Regions from separate parts of the Pan troglodytes genome. Here region 1 is linked to region 2. The links are chromatin contacts, called in public Hi-C maps. All regions are on one chromosome and are shown on one strand. The core of a region is the stretch at or near the end of the contact, and the rest is flanking DNA. Distances in the headings are between cores, read along the strand shown.

The links. Hi-C and Micro-C count contacts between places; a contact is called where the count stands out from the background.
Region 1: a contact with region 2 is called in a Hi-C map of a lymphoblastoid cell line, with 2.9 times the contacts expected there. The contact joins the enhancer-like site here to the promoter of CABLES1 in region 2. A contact is called at or near these places in 1 of 7 Hi-C or Micro-C datasets (a lymphoblastoid cell line) and 1 of 1 datasets of contacts at active chromatin or transcription factors (stem cell-derived excitatory neurons).

What each region holds. Positions count from the first base shown.
Region 1 is chr17:33,203,499-33,207,760 of NHGRI_mPanTro3-v2.0_pri, reverse strand. All of the region lies in intron 11 of TMEM241 (transmembrane protein 241), which reads left to right. Among named protein-coding and RNA genes, the nearest start is that of TMEM241, 79 kb to the left of the region's middle. Within about 2 kb of position 2,135, at least 9 of the 24 cell types and tissues checked have an H3K27ac peak or open chromatin away from gene starts, as enhancers often do. A contact at or near this core is called in a lymphoblastoid cell line, where this site is marked.
Region 2 is chr17:32,980,719-32,985,028 of NHGRI_mPanTro3-v2.0_pri, reverse strand. CABLES1 (Cdk5 and Abl enzyme substrate 1) reads right to left here and starts at 2,290. Exons shown (of 10, transcript XM_016933439.3): 1 at 1,449-2,290. The coding sequence starts at 2,290.

The DNA.
Region 1 (4,262 bases), core at 886-3,385, 220 kb before region 2:
GACAGAGTCTCGAACTCTCTTGCCCAGGCTGTAGTACAGTGGCACAATCTCTGCTCACTGCAACCTCTGCCTCCTGGGTTCAAGTGATTCTCCTGTGTCAGCCTCCCAAGTAGCTAGGATTACAGATGCCCGCCACCACACCCAGCTAATTTTTGTATTTTTAGTAGAGACGGGGTTCCACCATGTTGGTCAGGCTGGTCTTGAACCCTTGACCTCAAGTGATCCACCCGCCTTGGCCTCCCAAAGTGCTAGGATTACAGGCGTGAGCTGCTGCACCCGGCCCCTTCTTTTATTACCTGTATCTTAGTTATTTGGTAGTACTTTAAAAACATTTTTAAATTGATATGTAATTTACATATATGAAATATACATGTTAAATGTATAGCTCGATCAATTTTGGCAAATCTACACACCTGCGTAACTTATACCCTATCAAGATATAAAACATTTCTGTCACTGCAGAAAGCTTCCTAGTCACTCCCTCTCCACACCATGAGACCTCTATGGATCTGATGTCTGTTACCATAGATAAGTTCTGTCTATTCTCAAGCTGTTATAAATGGAATCATCAGTACTTTTTGTGTCTGGCTCATGCAGCACAATGTTTAGAGATTCATTCATGTTGTTGCGTATATCATGAGTTTGTTCCTTTTTCTTGCTGGTAGGGTTCCATTGTATGCATATACCACGTTTGTTTCTCCATTTACCTGTTGATGCTCACCTGGGCTGTTCCCAGCTTGAGGCTGCTCTGAACATTCTCATACCAGCCTTTTTGTGGACTTATGTTTTCACGTCTCTTGGATGAACATTTCAGAATAGGATTACTGGGTCTTAGAGTAGATGTATGTTTCACTTTCTAAGAAAGGATGTTTTCCAAAGTGTTTGTACCATTTTCCATTCCCACCCAGCAGTATGTGAGAGTTCCAGTTGCTCCACATCCTTACCAGCATTTAACATTGTCAGTCCTATTTTAACTCTTCTAGAGGGTGTGTGAGGGCTTCTGGATAGTGCTTTTGACTGAGCTTCCCTCCTCACTCACTCCTGAGTGATTGGAAGGAGGAGCTCTCTTGCAGGTGCACCTTTGGAGTGCGCTGGCAGCGGTGATGGGACCCAGGCAGACAGTTCTTCATGCCCTCAGCATGGGCCCCACCACAGAGTTTGCTCCGGGAATCTCAGAACCTTCCTTGAGAAGAGGATCACCTTTCCCCCTTGCACTCTTTTAAGTATAGTAGAGGAAATTTCCCCTGTTAAAGAGTTTATACTTCCTATTTGTATGGGGCCCCTTAGCTGTGGTGTTCAACAGAGCTCTAGAGAATTTCACGGAACAAGAGGAGCAGGGAGACTCAGGAATCTGACCCAGAAACAACCTTGTTACCTGGTGTGTCTGTGGCTCATGTGTGAGACAGAGCAAGCAGCACTAATTACTGCTTGGAACCGACCTCCTGTTTTCCTGCCAGTTTTGAGGGCGAGAACATGAGAGGAAATTTTCTTCACGTTCAAATATCAGTTAGTCTTGAATGTGGTAATATTGTGTCACACTTTTCACCATGGCAATTTCATGCTTTGTAATCTTTAGAAAGATGGGATTCACTCGCTCACTCAGAGTCAGCAGAATTGTAACTGCAGAACACAACAGTGAGGGCCTAACTCGGACTCCATTGCATAAGCCGCGTGTTGCTGTAGCAAAACAAGTTTACAACTCTTTTTTTTTTTTTTTTTTTTTTTTTTGAGATGGAGTCTCACTCTGTCGCCCAGGCTGGAGTGCAGTGGGACAATCTCGGCTCACTGCAACCTCTGCCTCCCAGATTCAAGCAATTCTCTGCCTCAGCCTCCTGAGTAGCTGGGATTACAGGCACCCGCCACCACGCCCAGCTAACTTTTGTATTTTTAGTAGAGATGGGGTTTCACCATCTTAGCCAGGCTGGTCTTGAACTCCTGACCTCGTGATTCACCCACCTCAGCCTCCCAAAGTGCTGGGATTACAGGCGTCAGCCACCGCGCCCAGCCTTGTTTACAACTCTTTAGCCACTTGATTTGTGCTTAAGCCGTGTAGTTCAGCACTAGATGGTGCAGGAGTGTTGTTTTGCAGCAGACTCCTGGATCGAGTTTGCATGTGGCTGGGGCCAGCCAGCCACACGCTGCAACCTCTTCCGGGGGTATTTATAGCACAGTCACTAACATTTGCTGTTCCTGGGTTGCCGTGCACCCTCTCTGCTTAGGAGTACTACTTTAGCAAAAGAGAAGGCAGGTGGAAGGCATCGAAGGGGAATATTTGAGGTCAGCTTGAAATTGAGGACCACAGAGCCAGCTGGAAACTAGAACATTAGCTCTAGGGAAGGCAAGAGATGATCAGGTCTTTCCAATACTCTTGGTTTGGTAGTGCTTGCTGTGTGCTGGGTATATTGGTTATGGTGCTGACACACAGTGGGTGCAGGGGTGAGGAAAATAGCATCCCCACTCTCAAGGACTTGCTAATTCTAGGAGGAGGGACAGGTGTGAAGTCAGCTAAGTGGTATGTGAGAAACCAATGTGTGATGGTTTTAGAAATGGCTCAAAGGTAAGGGCTAGCTATTCTTATTTTCTCTCTCTCATTATGGGGTCAGTTTTCAGGATTTGGGTGGGGGTTATGATTTCCCGAGGACTGTGTTTTTCTTTTCTTTCTTTCTTTTCCTCCCTCCTAGTCTTCCTCTGACCACACTTCTGCTCTTTAGACCCCCTCCAAAGCCTGGGCTGGGCTGTAAAAGCTGCCACGCGCCATGAGTCCTGTTCACCCTGCTGGAGCATTTCTGATGAAAGACTGGGTGCTGAGAGGGGTGAAGCCTGAGAGGACTCAAGGTCCTAGGTTTCATTCGTCTCCCTCTCCGCCGTTCCTCATTATCACATTGGCTGCGCTGCAGTTCCTCTCACACTGAGAAGGAAATTGGGAAAGGGCCAAGAGCACACAGCTGCCAAAGAGACGGAAAGAATTCTCCATGGACGTGGACAGACTCTCCCTCCACTTTGCCTGAATGGAGGGCTCTGGCCACTCTCTAGGTCTGGGGTCCCTAAGGCACCCTTGCCTATCACTTCTGTGGGGAAAGGGACTTCAGAATATATCCACGCTCTTCGCACACTAAATGACAACTGATGTTGTCATTTACAAATTCCCTCTACCAACACAGTTTGACAGTAGAGCTATTCAGAGGAATCGTGGCTGAAAGAGAACAAGAAATCTTGTTGGGCTTCGTGAAAACCAGATCCCAAGAAATCCCTTCCTTGTAGTTAAACACACACTCACTCGCAGAAACAACACAAAGAAAATAACAGTCATAATTTTAAAAAACCCTCCAAAGAAATTGAACTCAGAACTTTCCTTACCAATAAATAGTTGAATCATTTGAGATCGTTTGGGTCTCCAAGAAAGCATAGGAACCCATCGTGTCTTTTGATCTGAAACCCTTGATTAATAGCGTAGTGGTGAAAGAAATGCTGCCTGTGTGTTCCACTGTACACTTAATATACTAGCAATACTTAGGAAAATCAGCCCTCTCCCCCCAGGCCCCCAGAACTGAGAGACAGGCCAAGGCCCAGGGGTCTGGAAGACCAGGCTCTCCAAGGGGTTCAGAAATTCCAGATTTGGAAGACTCAAGCTATCTGCTGTGGAAATGCTTAATTCCTTTTCTCCGGACATTTTTGGAAGGCTTTCTGCTTTTTTAATCTCCTGACTTCTTGTTTGTGACCAAGTTCAAATTCCAGAGAGGGAAGCAGCCAATATGTGTGATTATTTCCTCTTGCACCAAGTGGAACTAAAAGAATGAACTTACTTCACAAGAAATAAATGTACCCTTTGGACCTCAAACTAAAATGAATTTGCACAGTTGGTCTGGCCCCCGTGCTGTTCTTGCAGTCATTAAACATAAAAATGAAAAAAAAAATGTCAGGGCAGTACATTCATGACCTTTTTTTAGATATAAGGCAGAAAAGAAGAAAAGAGTCTTGAAAAATATTCTTTTATCCTGCATGCTCCCTTGTGCAGGGTTGGCTGCCTGGTAGAGAGGAGACAGCCGAAGGTTTGGATTGACTGGAGTTAACATTCTGGCTCCATAGTTTAAGAGTTGTGCAATCTTAGCCATGTTTCTTAACTTCTCTGAGCCTTAGTTTAAATGGGCACAATAGAACCTCACAGAGTTGTTACTAAGATTGAAAGAGATAAATACATAAAGATTTTAGTATTGGGCCCTGCACAAGGCATGCTCTCACTAAATGGGCATTATTATTATCAT
Region 2 (4,310 bases), core at 1,041-3,540:
CAGTGTGTGATGTCAAGCGGTAATACTGAGCTGCCCAGAAACCGCTGAGTTTGCAGGACTCACCCAGAAACAAGGGATACCACCTCCCTGCCCTCACCTGCTGCGGGGGAGATGCATGCTCTGACAAGAAATACTGGGGTAGGGCTGTCACCTGTGCCCAGTGTCGCTAATTCATCCATGCACTTATGAGGCTGCTTCCCCGGCTCCACACCCCTGCTTGCGGGCCATGCGCACTCAAACAGCGAGGCTACATAACTAGCACCCTCATGATTTCACCCACTTCGGAAGAAGTACACTAGGGGCAAACTTGTGGATGAGGCGGGCCTGTTCTTCCCCCATTTGTCCATTGCGGGAGGAAGTTAAGTTTTCCCATAGGCACCTTCTTACTTGGGCCAGATCAAGCTTTCAGATAAGCATGATAGGAGAGAGAAATTCTAGCAGAGAAAGTCATTCTTTCCCAGAAGGGATAACTGAGGCCCCAAGAAGTTAAAACAACTTTGTCAAGGTAGGGTCTATGCTATTGCCAACTTCACAAGAGGCCTTATTAACCAACAAGGGAGGGCACTCCCTAGGAACGGATCTGCATTTCCCCACCTGTTCCCGCCTACTCGCCTACTTCTTTTGCAAGCTTCAGTTCACACAGTCCCAACCTCCGACTGCCCCTTAGAATAATACATGGTAACAAACTCTATTTCCTGAACAATAAGCAAACGTCCAGCGTTTCATGTTTTTGCTAAGACGCCTAATGCCGCCAGATAACTTCAGCTAACAAACAAGTAAAACAAGCGTTTAACGAACTCAAGCAAATTCATCTTGGAATAGGAAAAAAAACCCTCAAGCCCTATTTCCTCTTTGTTACCCACCCCCCTAGGCCTAGTTGGAGGCAATGTAAGAAGGGCTTTCCATTGCTCAGGAAAGCAAATGGAAAAAGCCAAGTTTCCCCGGGCCGCAAGAAGACTTGGAGCGCAGGCAAGAACTTCTCCGGAGGGTCACGCGTGTCTGCTACAAGTTCAGGCTCACACGCGCCGCTCAGCTGCCGGCCTGCACTGCTCCACTCTGCGCCCGGCCGAGTCTCGCCCCACGCGGGGAGAGTGCGCCTCCGGGTCTGGACCGGGTTTCAGGAAGTTTGTGATCTCGTGTGGGGAGGCTCGGACGCCGCTTTCTACTGGGCTCCTGCAACTCCCAATTCCCGACCCACTGCACAAGCACGGTGCTCCTCTGCGAATGCTGGGCTCGTGCAAACACGTGTAACCCCGCACTCCCTGGGGACGCCCCCTCTTTTGGGTGCCCTCGTGGTTTGGGATTCGGGCCCGGAGCACAGGATCCGGCAGGGCGCGGGAAAATGGGAGCAACCCGTGTCCCGTAGCCCAGAGACCGCGGGGAGGCTGGGAGCGCCGGGCGCCGGGAGGGACGCAGGGTTGGGTGCGCGTCGCATCCCGGATACTCACCGGGACCTCTGCAGCTGCTCGAAGGCGCTGGTGCTGCCGCCCTGGCCTGGCTGCTCCAGGGAGCAGTAGTTCTGCGAAGTCGGCCTGGAGAAGGCGATGGGCAGGATTCCCTGAGTGAACGAGTTGAGGCGTCCCCGACTGCCGCTCCCACTCCCGGGAGTCCCGGAGCTCAAAAAGGCGGCCGCCGGCACCTGCACGCTGATAAAGGCATCGTCCTCCTCCAACTCCTCCTGCCCGGCGGTCCCGGACCCGTCGAGCAGCTGCAGTTGGGCACAGGCGGCGAGAGGCGCCGGCCGGGGCGGCTGCCACTGCTCCCCCGACGCCCGGCCGGCGCCCAGGGGACTCGCGAACCCCCGCGCCACCCCGGGGCCGGACACGGTCGCATGGCCGCCAGGAATCAAGGGCGGCAGCGACGAGAGCTGTGGGAGGCAGGGGCCGGACCCAGCGGCTAACCCCGCAGCCGGCGTGCCCGGCGCGGCGAGCGCGATGCAGCCGCCCCGCTCGGCAGCGGCGAGCAAGCTGAACCGAGTCCTCGCGCCGCAGGCGCCGCCGGCGCCCGGCTTGGCCGCGCCGCCCTCCTCGCCACCGCCCCACTCCGCGTCCTGCGGCGGCAGCCGGCCGTCCAGCGAGATGTTGGTGAGGAAGGAGAGGGCAGCCTGGCGGCGCCGCGGGTCCATGCGCGGCTTCCGGGGGGGTTCGGGCGGCGGCTGGGCCGGCGCGGCGGCCGCGGGCTGAGGCTGGGGCTGCGGCGGCGGCTGCTGCAATCCGCTGGCGCCCGCGGCGTCGGTGCCGGCGCTGCCGCTGCTGCAGGCGGCCGTGGTGGCGGCCGCCGCCGCCGCCATTGTGTCCGTCTGCGGCGGGATTTCCGCGATGCCCGGAGAAGCGAGCGGCGCCCAAGCGCTAAGCGGCGGGCGCGAGCGGCGGCGACCCGGGCTGGGTAGGGCGCGGGGATCGGGCGGCGTGCGCGGCGGTCCAGCCCCCCCGCGGGCGGGCCATGCTCGCCCCTCGGTGCTCGGGATGGGGGCGCCGCCGCCCCGGCCCACGCGCACGCCTCACTGCCTAGCTCGGCTAGTTCGGCTCGCTGGCTGGCCGCCCGCCGGTCGCCTGGCCGCTGGCTCGCGGGCTCCGGGGCCGGGTGTCCGTATTTATAGGTGCGCGCGCCCCGCGCTCGCGCTCCAAAGCCCTCTTTGCAATAACACGGAATCACGTGTGGGGAATGCGACCTGGGAGGAAAACAAAGCCGCAGGCGGCGGCCGCAGAGGCAGGCGGCGGGAGGCAAGGGGCCACGGGAGGAGGAAGAGGAGGACGCGAGAGCCGAGCGGGTGGCGGGGCGGGGGATCGGCCCGACTGTCCGGGTTGTCGGAGCTGCCTGCTGGGAGAGTTGGCAACTCCCGGGGCGCGCGGAAGCCAGGTGCGGGAGGCGAGCACGTTTCCCCCGCGCGCTCGCACTGGGAATTGGGGGAGCGAGCAGAACCCAGTGGGTTAGGTCCTGGGGCTGTGCTCCTGGGAGAGTTGTGGGTCTACAGGACGGTTATGTGGAGCGTTGCAGAGTTTTGGACTGCGAGCGAGTTACTTGGACCCCGCAAGGCCGTTGGTCCTCAAGAAGTAAATAGATCCTTTTCATAATAACACGGGTAAGTCCACAGCCCCTATGGAGACTGTCCCACCGTAAAGCTATCGCTAACAACCATTGCAGTTGGGTCTTACTCATTCCCAGGCCAAGGATGCAGCCCCCGGGATAAATGCACGCCTTGGGATGCATAAGAGCCCAGAAGCACGAACATCTTCCATGTGGCCAACGAACTCACGCATCCCCAATCCATGGTATTGTCACTTTTCATCTCTCTCTTAGCAAAGGACAACGCAAATTTTTTACTTTGGCTCTGAAATGTGCTCCATTTTCTGTGAAGACCGAGGTGGGCTAAAATGACCTTACACTCTTTTCCCCTGGTCACCTTGCAAATTTTTGTAGATTATTATCTCTTCTCCCGCATAAACTGGGACCAATGTGGACAGTTACCCTGTCGTTTATCTCATAAGCACGTTTGGCACCTACCATGTCTTCTGTAAATACGGGTTCCTGACGACCCTCCCAGAGCAATAGCTCTGAATCTGGGAGGAGTCGCAGTCCCCACCCACAACGAATGCTTGTTTTGGTTGGGGGTGGGAGCGGGGGCGGGGACAGGGTGGAGGAGTTCACCTGGAGGGATCTGAAAACGTGTGCGGGTTTCCCTAGGCGGTATGGGCAACTTAACAAATGCAGTAAGGAACAATTGCCACACTGAATTAAGCTCTGTGACACCTAAGAAACCTGCTGCACTTTTGAGGGAGAAGCAATGTGTTTCAGATCAACGGATTAATTTAATTAAAGGTTTAAATTTAGCCCTGGAGCTAATGGGTAACTCTACATTGAAATTCCACTCCATTTCAAGTTCAGGAAAGTAAATTGAGTAATGGAGAGCAAATACACCGTCCAGAGAGGTGCCGCCAACCCGGAGTGCCAGACAGAGGGTTTCAGGTTACATTTGCTCAGGACAGAGATGGCACGTGGCCCTTTACATGAACAATTGTTGTTATATTTTATTTTGTGCTGTTTTTAGGCCTTTTGAAAACATGGAGCCTGGTGTCTGTTTACAGCAGCCTCACGTCAGTGGAGTCAAAGCTCAATGGCCAGCTCTGTGAAATTTCACCAGGATTTTAATTATTTTGGCTAACTACCTTGAAACTTCCAAGCCCTTTTATGACAATTGACTTAATTTACATGACCACTGGCCTGGTTGGGAGGCAGTGTTAAGTGAAAGACTCCAACGGTGCTCCTGTAAAATATATTTTCCATCATTCAAAAATGATAAATGTTAATTT